Linked DNA regions of Sus scrofa: region 2 is linked to region 1. Evidence: chromatin contacts called from public Hi-C data. All regions are on one chromosome and are shown on one strand. The core of a region is the stretch at or near the end of the contact, and the rest is flanking DNA. Distances in the headings are between cores, read along the strand shown. Region 1 holds the start of SMIM4 (a long non-coding RNA gene). Region 2 holds the start of BAP1 (ubiquitin carboxyl-terminal hydrolase BAP1).

Region 1 (7,039 bases), core at 1,601-4,100:
TCACAGCAACCTCAGATCCTTAACCCACTAAGCGAGGCCAGGGATCGAACCCACATCCTCATGGATATTATTTGGATTCGTTTTTGCTGTGCCAAAATGGAACTCCTGGGTTTGATCCCTGGCATGGGAACTTCTAATGCCATACACGTGGCCAAAAAAACAAAACAAAACAAAACAAAAAGCCTACAACTAACAAATGCTGGATAGGATATGGAAAAAAGGGAACCTTTCTGCACTGTAAGGTGATACAATCACTATGGAAAACAAAAAATATAATTACCATATGACCCAGCAATCCCACTCCTGGTCATATATCTGGTCAAAATTGTAATTCAAAAAGATACATGCACGCCTATGTTCACAGCAACACTATCCACAATAGCCAGGATATGGAAACAAACTAAACGTGCATCAACAGATGAATGGATTAAGATGTGGTACACACACAATGGAATACTATTCAGCCATAAAAAAGCACAAAATAATGCATTTACAGCAACACGGATGCAACTAGAGACTCTCATACTAAGTCAGAAAGAGAAAGACAAATACCATATGATATCACTTATATGTGGAACCTAAAATATGGCACAAATGAACATGACTATAAAAGAGACAGATTAACAAACAGAGAAGAGACCTGTGGTTGCCAAAGATGGGGGAGGAAGTGGGGTGGACTGGGAGTTTGTGGTTAGTTGATGCAAACTATTACATTTAGAATGGATAAACAAGGTCCTACTATATAGCACAGGGAACTATGTCTAATCTCCTGGGACAGACCTTAATGGAAAAATCATATACATATATATATTAAAAGAATAAAAAGTTCCTGTGGTGGCTCATCAATTACGAACCCGACTAGTATCAATGAGAACATTGTGGGTTTGATCCCTGATCTTGCTCAGTGGGTTAAGGATATGACGTTGCTGTGGCTGTGGTGTAAGCCAGCAGTTGTAGCTCTGACTTGACCCCTAAGCCTGGGAACTTTCATATGACACAAGAGCAGCCCTAAAAAAAAAAAAAAGAAAAGAATGAGTCACTTTGCTGTACAGCAGAAATTACAATGACACAACATTGTAAATAAACTATAATTGCAAAAAAATTTAAAAAAGAGGAACCTGGGGGGCAGGGGTTGTCTCTGTGAAGACCTGAAGATCCAGGTGGGGTCTGAATGACAAACCCCACTAGACTTCCCTCCCAATGCCTACAAGGCAGGCTTCTCAAGCTGCTCTACAGAGGGTCTTCCCCAGGCCCAGCGACATCTCCTTAATTAGTACCACAGGTGTGCCCTGTCCACTGGAGGAGTGGGGGTCCTAATAAAGGCTCAAAGGCTTCAAAATCACCATTTTTCAGGGGCTTTATTCCGCCTTCAGCTTCTCAAGAGGGGAGTCATGCCCACCCACCGCTCCCAGGTCTCCCCACAGCTGGAGCAAAATCTATCCTTCAGGCAGTTGGAATCTTCCAGATACCACTACTCTGTCTCATTAGCCAATGAAAGCCACGTCACCCCTGAGGGGCTCCTCTGGAAGTTCCCCTCTTCCTTCTTGGTCTGACTCTTTCCAAGTCATCACCACAGCTCTGTAACATGGGCCCTAGGACACTGAGGGTATGACGCTGAGGGTATGAGAGAAACGAGGCTTGCAGAGCGCCACCCAGCTGGTCAGTGATAGGACCAAGACCCGAGGACATCTGTCTGCTGCAGACAGGGCCCCCGAGTCCAGGGCAAATATTCAGCCCTTTCAGCCCTCTGGCCTCACCAGGGTGCCCTGGGGCCTCATCTGCCTGGTTCGCTGAGGGAGAGAGGACAGAGGAGTAAGCGCCCTGGTCAAGGAAGCAGCAACCTCTCTGTATTCCAGGGGACTGGGGCGACTTGATGTCTTTCTCCAAACAACACCTTCCCTTCCTGGGCTAAGACCGCTGGATTCCAGAGGGTCCGAAGAGCCTAGTCGCCACCCTTAGGTCTGGAGTTGCCAGGAGCCCGCTCTGGCCAGCGCCGCCGGTCGGCTGGCTGGCTTTGTCTGCGGTACTCCCGCCCCAACTAAGGGCCCCGAAGAGAACAAGAGGTTGGGGGCGTTTCCGCAGCCGTCTCCCAGCAGGCGGGACCCTGAGGAAAAACCACGGGGCCTCGCCTTCCGGCGGCTGCTAGGAGAACCCCGAGCTCCTGCCGACCCGGCGTCGTGAGGAACCTCGCGCCCGCCCGCTTCAAGTCGTCGGGGCGTCCCCGGAGGCCCCCAGGACCACCCGCCGCGGTTCCTCCAGAAGAGCTGCCTGGCCTTGAAGCTCCGTGGCCCTGGCGAGCCCTACCAGGGCGCTTCACCCGAGGAGCGGCGCCCAGGCGCTCGATCTGTTTGTCCGTCCTCCCGGCGCGCGATGTGCCGTCCCTCGGGCTACACCCCCGAAGCTCGTCCCGCTTCGGCTCACTCACCGTGCACCAGTCTTCGCATGTCCTGGTATCGAGCCCACAGGTGCGCACTAGGTTCGGCAGCGCCCGCGGGCGCCGGGGAGGGCGTGGAGCGCGGGACGCCCGGGCAGTGGACGCCGGGACCCGGGGGGCCGCAGCCAGGGCAGGAGGGCGAGGACGAGGCGGCTCGCGGCCCGCCGTGGTCTCGGCGCGGCAGGTAGCGCCGAGCAGCCGCCCGCAAGCCCGCACCCGCCATGCCCGCTGCGCGCCGCCCGCACAGCCCTCGGCGCTCCGTCCAGTCCACCGCCGTCTGACTGCGCGCCCGCCACGGTGGCCGCGTGCTTCTCACAGCAGCGGGCCAATGGGCGCGGCGCCCAGAGCCCGGCGGCCAATGGGTGCGCCCCTCGGCCCAGGGGGCGGGAGGTCCTGGGCAGGGCGGGGCGGGCTCCCCCGCCCCCTCCCCCAGTCCCCGGCGCGGCGGAGGAGGACTCAGAGGCCCCCCCGCCCCCCGCTTCGGTATCTACTACAGCGATGGCAGCTTCTTCTGCTCTCCCGGGAGGCCCCGCGAGTCTCCGGACGACCTGGGCTCAGAGAGGAGAATGCCGGAGAGCGGCGAGTCCACCCTGGTCCCTGGTCTTCTTTTTCCTCCTCGGCTCCCAGGTCCCTCTGCCCCTTCCCCCACCTCCTGTCCTCCTGACCTTAGATTTCCCCCCCTCCCCCCAGTCCTGCAGTAGAGGTCCTGTTCCCAGCCTCCTGCCAATGACTGACTCTGCCCGCGGACCAGAGGCCGGTCCGTTTCACTCATTTATCTAGTGGATAAAGAGCCCCTCTCGCGCGCTTCCCAGTACCAGCCCCACGCTGGGTGAGACCTTGGGACCCATAGTGCAGCCAACATCCGCTAAAGCAGCTCCATCTCTCTCCCTCCTGTGCGTTACACAGATGACCCCTTTTAACTAGGAGCAGAGACCGTTGGCCAGGGGTCACTGCCCTGCCTGGTTCCTACATCAGCAAGTCGCCCCACCAACCTGCTCCACTCTTTGGTTCCCCGAGCAGGACACTTCTTGCTCTTCTAGCAATATTACCAGACTTCCCAATCAAATTCCTCTTTGCTGCTGGGAACCACTCTCCACCTGCGTTTCTTCCACTCAGATCAATTTTCTCAGTCCGCATATCCCAGCCTATGCCCTGGTTCCTGAGAAGACCGACCCTGCGCCAGTGGGCCTAGTCCGTGGAGAGCTGGCCTGATGGACACTCTTGTTTCCCTGGGGGTGCTTGCGGTGGCCTCGCGGAATCTAAGGGTGTGTGTGCATTCGAAAATTCACTGCACCTAGGCTGAAGACCTAGTGTGCCAGACCCTGGGCCAAGTGCAAGTGCAGGATGAAGGCTGTGGGTGGGGCCTGTGGGTGGGTGGCAGAGCCCCCCACACCTAAGGCCCTGGTGAGGAATTGGCCATATGTAAGCCTTCTCTAGGTGGGAGATGAGTGCTCTGCGATGTCTAGCCCCCAGAGCCACCAAGAGAAACGAGTGATAAGAGAAGGAGTGTGTGCATGTGGTTGGGTGAGGTTGGCCCCAGAAGAAGGCATGTTATCTAGGCAGGAGCTTGGGCCTGAGGGCTGAGCAGAAGACCCTAGACTTTCCAGGGGCCCTGCTTGTGCAGTCTCTTTAGCCTGTTTTTGTATATTTTGTGGCCACATCACCAAACTCTCTTATTGGTTCTAAGTTTTCATTTGACTTTCTTGGATTGTCTAATAATTGTCTCCCTTCTCAAAGATACGCCCCAGTTTTTTTAGCTTTAGGTAATGAGGTGACAGCCCCTTACATCTTCAGCAAGCATAGAGAGAGTGAAGGCTCTGGTGTCAGGGCTCTATTTCTATCTGGCTTGAGCTCTTAGTTCCCTGTCTAAAAAGGGAGATGAAGAGGAGTTCCTGCTGTAGCACAACAGGATCTATGTCTTGGGAGCACTGGGATGAAGGTTTAATCCATGGCCAGCACAGCGTGTTAAGGATCCGGTGTTGCTGCAACCGCAGCTTAGGTTGCAACTGCGGCTGGGATCTGGTCCCTGGCTGCAGGGTGGGGGAAGAGAAGAAAAAAAGAATCGTCAGCAGCTCTGGTGGCTGGGGAGGTTCAGGTTAGATCCCCTGCCTAGCCTGACACGATGTGTTAAAGGATCCCACAGTTGTCACAGCTGCAGCTGGAATTCAATCCCTGGCTGGGGAACTTCCATATGCTTTGGGGGCGGCCATGAAATTGGGGGGGGGGAGATGAAAATAGGGCAATTTTAGTAGAATATATGTAAAGATCTAGAACTCAAAATCATCATCTTGATGATCATATTATAGGTAAGGTAAATTGATAGACTCCAGGCATTGGGTTAAGTGCTTTATTTGTATTATCTCTCTAAATCCCCACAGGATCAGAGGAAGGTCTCTATTTTGTGGATAAGGGAAGTGAGGCACAGACCAGCTAAGGGAATATGTGTGGAGTAGGGATGTGGTTTGACAAAGCGGTGCTCTTTGACCATTCTGCTCGTGTGTGATTGTTGTGATAAAGAGATGATGCTTAAAAAACACCTACAAGTCCGGGTAAGTGCCCCATGCAGGATAGCTTTTATTAATTTTATGGTTGTTTGTCACAAGATGCTTACTTAGACTTTTATTGTGATGATGATAAAGTTCAACTTTCAACAATGCATTTCAAATTCCTTTTACTTTTAGAAGTCTAGGCACTAGTTACGATCCCGAAATAAATGCAAGGTACTGTGTAATTGCATTTTAGACCATGGTGCAGTACACGTTTAGTCCATCATAAAGGGTTACCACTGATATTAGGACTTTTAAGAAAAAAGATGGCGGTGGCAGTGTAGGGGGCGCGGCCGCCAACCCCGAGTGCCAGCTTGCACCCGGGAGGCCGGGCAGGGGTGGGGAGCGGGGCGGGCTGACGCCACGTGGGAGGCTCCGCCCCCTAGGACGCCCCGCCTCCAGAGCCGAGGCATCTGCGCCTGCTCCCTCAGGCTGGGCTAGGCCTCGCCGGGCACGCGCACTCCGCCGCATTCTGATTGGCGGGCCTTCGCGTCCCACCGCACTCTGATTGGTGGAGCGGCCCTAGGCCTTGGGATCCTGGAGATCAGAGCGGCGCTCCTGTCCTGCTCCGCTCCCTTATCCCTTGGAACTGGAGGAGCTTGGGGTCGTACGGCAACCTGATTGCTGTAGTCAGCAAGGACAGTCAGGGCGGCTTCTGCTTCATTCCAGCGCTACAGTCCAGGGGCTAGGACAGCTCCCGTCGTTCTCTGTTCAGCCTCACCGCCACAGCCTCGGTCCAGCATGTTTTCCAGGGCCCAGGTGAGGCGGGTTCTGCAGCGGGTACCCGGGAAGCAGCGACTCGGCGTCTACAGGTTCCTGCCCTTCTTTTTTGTCCTGGGAGGAACGATGGAGTGGATCATGATTAAAGTGCGCGTGGGCCAGGAGACCTTCTGTAAGTGGGAGTGCAGCAACCTCCGTTTCATTTCTGGCAGGCAGGAAGCGGCAAGGGAGCCGTTTTCCTGAGGGATGTTCTAAAGTTACAGACCGTTTATTCCACTCAGCGCCGAGCTGCTTTTACCCGGTCAGAAGGGCGAGTGCAGTTCCTTCCTTTCGCTGGGCCTTGGAGACCGCCTGGGGTCTCCTGTAAGCGAGGCAACAGAGGGATTGGCGTCCAATCTGGAGACTTTCCCTGCACTTTGACAGGATGGCACGTGACTCTACTTTGGACGCCCTCCTTTCGAGCCTGCTCTTCGCCCATGCCCGTGATATTGTTTGGCCCTAAGGAACAAACTTGCTCACAGGACCTAGAAGCAGATGGGATCCTGAGGATTCATGGGAGCTCCTCAATGGCTAGTCCTCTCTGAACTGTAAAGTCCAAACCTTAGAAGGAACTGGTCTGCCCGTCTTAGCTAAACACTACTGTCTTTACAGGTCAGAGTCATTGGCACCAGGGCCTGGCACTATGAAAACAGTACCTGGCATTGCTTTCCTGAGCACTAGCTCTGGACAAACTAGTTCCTCTTCTGGGATGATTTTCCTAACCCTTAGGCAGGCCCTGCTTTCTCCGTTTTGAGAAAGTTACTTGTGAATTACCAACTCCCATTTAAAAAAAAATAGTGCTTTCTAAAGATATTTAATCCTTTTGTTCATCCGTTCATTAATATATAATGAGCACTGATGAGAGGATATAATGAACAAGGTGAAGGGTCTACCAACCTGGAACAGCACTAATGGGGGAGATGGATCATACACTTACTATTGTGATGTGAGAGCAAAGTAGAGGGAGCATGGGAGTCTTGAGTGGGGCACTTGAATTGGATTATGTGGTGCAGGGAAGGCTTCCTGGAGGAGTTACCCTCTCAGGTAGGACCTGAAGATTGAGTAGGTATCAGCCAGATGAGGGAAAGTTTTGTGGAGTTGAAAGCATCTCACGCCAGTGGTTAAGAGCAGACCTCTGGGCTTTGGTGTGAAAGTATGTTGTGTTGGAGGGACTGAAGCATGTGAGCAGAGTGAGGGATAAAGTGGTTACAAAGGTCCCGGGGCAGGGCCACAAAGGGACTGGAGTATCAAGAATGTATCCCAAAGGACTGAAGGTTTTTAAGCAGCAGTGGATGACCAC
Region 2 (7,039 bases), core at 2,152-4,651, 130 kb before region 1:
TGCCTCCCAACAGGGGCACAGCTCCAAAGGTAGCAGGGGAACAGGACTCTTACCCTGCAGTGGCAAGGCCGATACGCTCCATGATGACCCGCCGGGCCTTGTCTGTCCATTCCTCATCCTCCCCCCAGGGCCCTGGGGAAACCAAGATGTGGAGTCAGAAGGTGGGAAGCCCTGAGTTTGGGCAGGCCAGGAGAGGGAAAGAGGATGGAGAGCAGTTGAGCCAGAGAATCAGGGGCTGATCAGACAATGCAGCGCACGGTGCCATCCAGCCAAAACCAGATGTTCTCAAGACCCACCCCCTGCCACTGGGTCCCAAGTACCTGAGGACCCTGAACCCCAACTCCTTAGGTGGTGAGCAGAAAAACCCAATAGGCCCCCAACTCAGGCTGCCTACCATGGTCAATGGGGTAGACCTTCAGCCCATCGAGCTCAAAAAGCCGGCCTGTGATAGGCACATAGCTGACAAAGTGGAATGCCTCCATGGTCCGCACTGCACTAAGGCCATTCTGCTTCTCAGGGAGGTGGCGTGGCTCGGGCCTGGGAAAGGACACAGTCAGTGCCCAGAATGGGACAACTCTTCCTCGCCTCCACCCCATCAGCTCCCAAGTTCCCACACACCTGGCATGGCTATTATGTGCCTTGGCCAGCTCCGGAGCATTGCCAATCGCATATCCTTTGCTCTAGAAGGAAGAAAATAAGATCACATCAGAGCAACTTCTAGGTAGGTCTTGGGTGGGAAACAGAGCTCAGGAGAGCAGGCCTAGAGGCATTCCAAGAACTTGAAGAAACACAGGTGGACTCTCCTGACTCTGGAGCCCCCAAAAGATGGGCCTTAAAAAAAACTGCTTTACATGACTAATTCACCAGTCAAATGTAACATAAATATGGTCTGAAAAGGGAAAAGCCTCACAGTGAGAAGCGCTATGTAGTAACATTACCAGTGGCTCTACCTAGCCAGCTATGAAGGAGGATTAAGGCACTGCAGCCTACCTCAGGGCTGAAGCCTTTGGTGAAGTCCTTCATGCGACTCAGGGTAGGCCCCAGGTCCACACTGCTGCAGTTCAGGAGCACACTCAGCAGGGCATGAGTGGCGCAAGAGTTGGGGATCAGCTGTGAAACAAGGAACAGTCACCCATACACAGCATCCCTCATCCCAAACCCATACTCATCAGAAATGGGGACCCAGAGAGGGACAGCCATATCTGGACAATCCTCACCAACTCCCCTCATCTTTACCCAGTATTTGTTCATTCACCTAATTACCCATCAGTTGTCAGGGGACATGGAGAATGGACTCAGATACCACCCTGTCCTAAAAAGGTTCCCCCGACCCCCACCCCCGTTTTTTTTGTTGTTGTTGTTGTTTTGGTTTTTTGCTTTTTTGGGCCATACCCACAGCATATACAAGTTCCCAGGCTAGGGGTCGAATTGAAGCTACAGCTTCTGGCCTACACCACAGCCACAGCAACGTGGGATCTGAGCCACATCTGCAACCTACGTCACAGCTCATAGAAACACTGGACCCCCAACCCACTGAGCGAGGCCAGGAATCGAACCCTCATCCTCACGGATACCAGTCAGATTCATTTCCAATGTTCCACAAAGGGAACTCCCGAGGCCCCCCTTTTTTTATGAATAAGAGCTCAGTTCCTTCTACCAAGGGACTTCTGTAACCACCACCTATGGTGTCTGCCTATCTCCTCCTTCTGCCTTCCCCCACCTTCCAAGTGAAGAAAATGATAGCACCCCACCCTCCAGAAAGAACACAGAGCCCAGCAGACCTGGTGGGCAAAGAACATGTTATTCACAATATCATCATCAATCACAGATGTATCATCCACCAAGGTAGAGACCTTGCGACGGGATCGGCGTTCTTCGATCCATTTGAACAGGAAGATGAATCCATACACAGGGCTGGGGAAAGTAAGGCATAGAGCTAGACCAGTCAAATGGTGGAAGGCAATCTGTACCCCCTTTCCTCTTCCCTATTCCTCTGCACCACATTACTACTCAGGTGCCTGTCTTGTGATCCCATCTCTCCCTTGGCTTCTTCCCAGCAATGCCCAAAGTGGCCCTGAGCCCTCACTCCCCAGAAGCCCACTGGAGGCAGTCAAGTATCAGCTTCTGGCTGTGGTGCTCCAGGAGTCCATCCAGTATCCTTATAAAGTATACAGTTCTGGGATAAGAAAAGAAAAACTGGAACCAATGGCCCAGGACCAGGTGGCAACAGATGGTAAGGCTAGAACAAAAAAATGTGATGAGGAATTTAAACACTGATTCACACTTGTGAAGCCCAGGGCCCAAGTCCCAGTGCTGTCAGGGAAGTAAATGAAAACCCGTATCAGTCCCTTCTTTCCTGCGAAATAAAAGCAGACTTCTCCGTTTAGTCACTGTAGCTGTTCCTCCACACCTCTATTCTACAGGACCACCAAGACAAGACCCTGAAGATGGTCACCCAGAAAGATGCCTTGTCAGATGTCACACACCAGCCAATCTAGACGAGACCCCTATGTGGAGATTAAAACCACTGGCACACGAGCACATTAAAGCAGTAATAAATTACAGCTGCACAAAAAGGCAACATATGACCTAGGTCAAGTGAGTGGGGTTTCTGGCAGGAAAGTCAAAAGAGCAACTAAATTTATTCCAAAAGACGTTAGGAATTGAACTGGGGGAAAGAGGCTACCATCCAAAGGGAAGTACTGAGGGAAAACTGGGGGAAACAAAAATACAGTACTGGCTTCATCAGGAGGACACCCAAAGAGGAGGGATGCTTCCTTATATGAGATTTTACAAACTGGGGCTACTGGTACTCCCTTCCTTGAGGCGCACTCTCTCCCGGGCCCCTCCCTAGCCCTTGGGGTGTAAGGGGCGGCCCTGGCGCCAAGCCACTCACCCCTGGCATTTGCTCTGAAGGTCATAGATCTCCTCCACCTGCACCCCTTTGACACCTGCGATCAGGGAAGAAAATAAGTGGGGAAGGGCAGCCCCTGGCTATGGAGCAAGGGCGCAGGAGTGGGCCCCCACAGCCCAGAACTGGCGGGTAGGAGAGGCTCTTACCAAAATCTTCCACCAGGAGGGTGAAGAGGCCTGGGTGGAGCGACAAGAAGAGCGGGTGGTAGTCAGAAAGGCGCATCCCGGACCCACCCGGCCTCCCCAGCTCCCGGCCTGCCCAGTCCCCTCCTCACCAGGGTCGCTCTCCAGCTCCAGCCAGCCCTTATTCATCTTCCCGCGGGGCGGCCCCTCAGCGCCATGTCCAGGCCCCCCGACCCACTGCCGCCCCCGCCGGGAGCCCCCCGCCGCCCCCGGGGCTCCTAGCCCCCCACACAGACAACGGGCCCTGCCGCGTCACCCGCCCGCGCCGGCGGCATACGTCACCACGGCGCGACGGTCTCCACCCCGCTTCTGAGCTCGTCTTCCGCGATTTCGACTCCAGACGCCGGCGCTTGCGCGGGAGGGTGGGGCAAGAGGAAGGGGAGGAGCGAGGGCGGTGTTGAGTACCAGAGGCGCGCGAGGAAAAGGCGGGGCGAGATGGGGCGGGGCCGAGCGGAGGGGGCGGAGTGGGTACGCCGGTGGCGCGAGAAGCAGGGGCGGGGAGGGGCGGGCGCGCGGCCGTTAGCTCGCGGCCGTTAGCGATCCTTCCTTGCCAACGGTCAGTGCAGCGGTGGTCCCCGTGAACGCAGTTTCCCTGGGTTACAGTCCGCGTGACCCGGCTCTCGTTTGCGCGCTCGCCCCCTTCGCCGGCGCAGTCACCGCGCGGGGCGGCCGCCCGTGAGGTAGCAACCACGGCTTGTGACAACGAATAAAGCTCCAGGACAGCGGCTCCCTCGGCGACAGCTGGGCGAGCGGCCCCGGCCGGTAGCTGCAGGCGGTGTGCTACCGTGAGGAGCAAGCGGCGGAGGCGACCTCCGGCCCGGCCCCGTACCAGCCGCCCGGCAGGCGCGACATGAGCCTGGTCCGGCATCTATGGGATGCTCCTTGAGCCCCTTCTCCGGCTGTTACCTCCGGGGGCCGCTTGTGGCCACACCGATACGTATTTTCCAAATAAACCATTGTTTATTCTTGCGGCGGCGGGGCCGAACACGCTTATTTATTTTTAATTTTTTCAACAAGCTTTTACCCAGCACTTAGCCAGTGAAACAATTTGGTCACCGTTTCAAGGGAGCATCCGCTCGGTAGCAAACCTCGGACTGAGCAGCTTGTGGAAGCCAGCATCTGCAACGTCTCTCATCACACGCTTTGAAGATTGTTGCGTCTTCCTGTAACTACCAGTGTGCTCAGAATCCCATTCAAGGAACGTCTTGTCCAGCGATGCAAAGAACTGAAGTTTCAAGGTTTTATTTCTATTGCTAGATGTGCGGGACTCCCCCACTTACTGGGACTTGCACAATAGCCAAGTGGATCCCCTAGTGCACACCCTTCTTTCTCCTCTTCCAGTCTGTCTAAGGGCTTTTGTTGAGTAAGAAGCCATCAAATATCATTTACCAATGCAAGTGGCACTCGTGGATTAGAAGAGGAGATGGAGCCTTAGTTTTCTGAACAGCTAGTTGCCTGAGGAGTAACTAGTTTGTGCAGAATAGTGGTCCCTAAAGATGTTCATGTTCTCCAGCTGTGCTCTGAGGACATGGATGCGGAGTGTGTGTTCCTGGAGTGACCTGATTCACTCAGCTCTCTTAAGAAATGCTGTCCTTCTCTCCTTTGAGTAGACACAGTCCTTCCTTCGTAGGAGTGGATTTTATTTCTTTTATCCCGCTTGCCATTCAGGGATTTCCACCTTAACCAATACAAACTGTGAATTTGAAGTGAATTTGTAATCAGCTGACATTGGTGGGAGGAGGAGTGGCAGGGTGTCTTCTCCACTATGGGGCCTTTTACCCTTGGCTCAGATCTAGAGGAAGGTTGAAAACAGGCCAAACCTCAGTGACCATTTAAGCCTGGTGAAAAGTGGTAGGAGCCAAGGGATAACTTGTCATTGTTGTCTCTCACTAGAGGGAGTTCTTGCATTGGGTAACCAAAATCCCAGAGGCTCCTTTTCCTAGGAAAGTGCTATCTAATCTAACTTTTTCTGGGCAGAATTAAGGCACCCATACCTGGGGGAAAAAGGAGCTGTTTTTCCTGAGTGCTACCTCAGGCATTTACTAGGCACACACAGCCATTTAGCCAGTTCAAGCAATAATTCCAAGTTCTCATTTGGCTCTGCGATAGCAGTAACTGATCTTGAGCAAGTGCCTCTCTGTGACCTCTCTGTGCCTCAGTCTCCTCATCAGGAAAATGGGGATAAAATGGTACCTATTGCAAGGGATTTTTGTGAGTTAAATGTAAAATGCCCAGAACAGTTCTTGGCAAGATTTAATAATTACCGGCTCTTTATAGCATTGATACTGGATGGGTCCCTTTTATTCCATCACATGGATGGGAAGGTGAAGTGCACTGTTGCTTTGACCCTGTGGAACTTGATAACCAAATATAGGTTTAATTGCTGACTTGTTTATATTTATAGCTGGAAGATCCTGTATTGTCCTCATTATAGTGTAGAAGATTCAAGATAGGAGAGAGAGGCAGTAGCGAATGAAGACTATAAAAGAAAAGAAGAAGAAACGTCAAAGATTGAGGTAGAGTAGGCACCATAAGGGAGTTTGGGAACAATTGTCCAGTGGCCTGTAGTATATGCTTCCCTTTCTGTCCACTTTGCATGGTCATGGAGGCTAGGGTTGGTTAGTGCAGAAGCACACACCAGTCGTCTCCTATACGCTATCCAATAACCTCTCCTCCCAGGGCTGTCCCTACTGCCTAGATTCATATCCTGGCTCTAGCACTTGCTAACTAGGGGACAGGTCACTTCATTTCTTTAGGCCTCATCTGGAAAATATGCAATAATAGCACCTACTTTTTAGAGCATTCTGTAGATCCATTGGATTAACGCTTATAAAGAACGAAGAATATTGCTTAGAAAGAGGAGACTCTTAGTAGATTTTAGTATCATTTTATAATGTTTTGTGAACTTGGTACCACCTGGGATTCAAGGTAACTAAAAGTATTAATAGTAAGAGGATAAAAGGGGGTTTGCTCGTGCATTCATTCAACATAGGCAGCACAAGTACTTGAAGAGAAAGATGGCTATAATCTCACATAATTCAGTGTAAGTTGAAGGATATGTTTTGTGCTTTTAAAAAATATGAAAGAGAAAAAGAAAACTGATGCCTTAGCCTTTAGCTATTTTGGTCCTTCATCAGACCCATCAGTGGCATTTTGAGGGAAATGTTACAAGAAGTGTCAACAGAATCCTTAAAGACTACCTTGTACTTATTCCATCTCTTGTATAGAAAATCTGCCAAGACAAGGAGGGTAACCCAGAGGAAGCCTTCTTCAGGGCCTGGTAAGAAAGACTGGATATTCTGTTCAACTGCTGCTTCCTGACCTTAGCAAAGGCCACCTCTGTAGGGCAGTAAACTTGATCCTCTCACTGTCAGTTCCTTCCCAGAATCTAGGATCCTGGAAAACTCAAGGTCTGTAATTTCTTTTTTTGGCCACACCCACGGCATATGGAAGTTCCTGGGCCAGGGACTGAATCTGAGCTACAGCTTTGACCTATGCCCCTGCTTGGCAATGCCGGATCCTTAATCCGCTGCACTGGGCCAGGGATCAAACCTGCACCTCAGTAGTGACCTGCACTGCAATGGAGACAATGCTGGATCCTTAACCCACTGCCACAGTGGGATCTCCTGTAATTTTTAAATGTCATGTCCAAAGTTCAAGAAACAAGTTAATGAAAGCCACCTGAGATAGAAGTATATGAAGTGAACAGGTGCAGCTAACTCCTTTAGATATGGCTAAAATTATATAAAAGCCTAACTGATGTCAAATAACACTTCATCCCAACCTCCTCCTTGTCATAATGACTTTTCTCAGTACTCTACTCCTCCTTGTAAGTAGAGTAATAGTTACAATCCCAAATGCATTTTTTAAAAGTCTTTTTAGGGCTGCACCCGAGGCATATGGAGGTTCCCAGGCTAGGGATCAAATCGGAGCTGCAGCTGTG

What was found. Hi-C and Micro-C count contacts between places; a contact is called where the count stands out from the background.
Region 2: a contact with region 1 is called in a Hi-C map of liver, with 6 times the contacts expected there. The contact joins the promoter of BAP1 here to the promoter of SMIM4 in region 1. A contact is called at or near these places in 2 of 5 promoter capture datasets (fetal liver and liver), 1 of 47 Hi-C or Micro-C datasets (liver) and 1 of 2 datasets of contacts at active chromatin or transcription factors (alveolar macrophages).

The regions. Positions count from the first base shown.
Region 1 is chr13:34,676,773-34,683,811 of Sscrofa11.1, forward strand. It overlaps SMIM4 (a long non-coding RNA gene), which reads left to right and starts at 2,851. Exons shown (of 3, transcript XR_002337556.1): 1 at 2,851-3,061; 2 at 3,551-5,872. NT5DC2 (5'-nucleotidase domain-containing protein 2) reads right to left here and starts at 2,758. Exons shown (of 14, transcript XM_021068900.1): 1 at 2,426-2,758. The coding sequence starts at 2,657.
Region 2 is chr13:34,550,137-34,557,175 of Sscrofa11.1, forward strand. BAP1 (ubiquitin carboxyl-terminal hydrolase BAP1) reads right to left here and starts at 3,402. Exons shown (of 16, transcript XM_005669632.3): 1 at 3,189-3,402; 2 at 3,061-3,090; 3 at 2,897-2,951; 4 at 991-1,110; 5 at 619-680; 6 at 395-537; 7 at 54-132. The coding sequence starts at 2,905. PHF7 (PHD finger protein 7) reads left to right here and starts at 3,682. Exons shown (of 11, transcript XM_001928213.4): 1 at 3,682-4,334; 2 at 5,501-5,612; 3 at 6,324-6,376. The coding sequence starts at 5,569.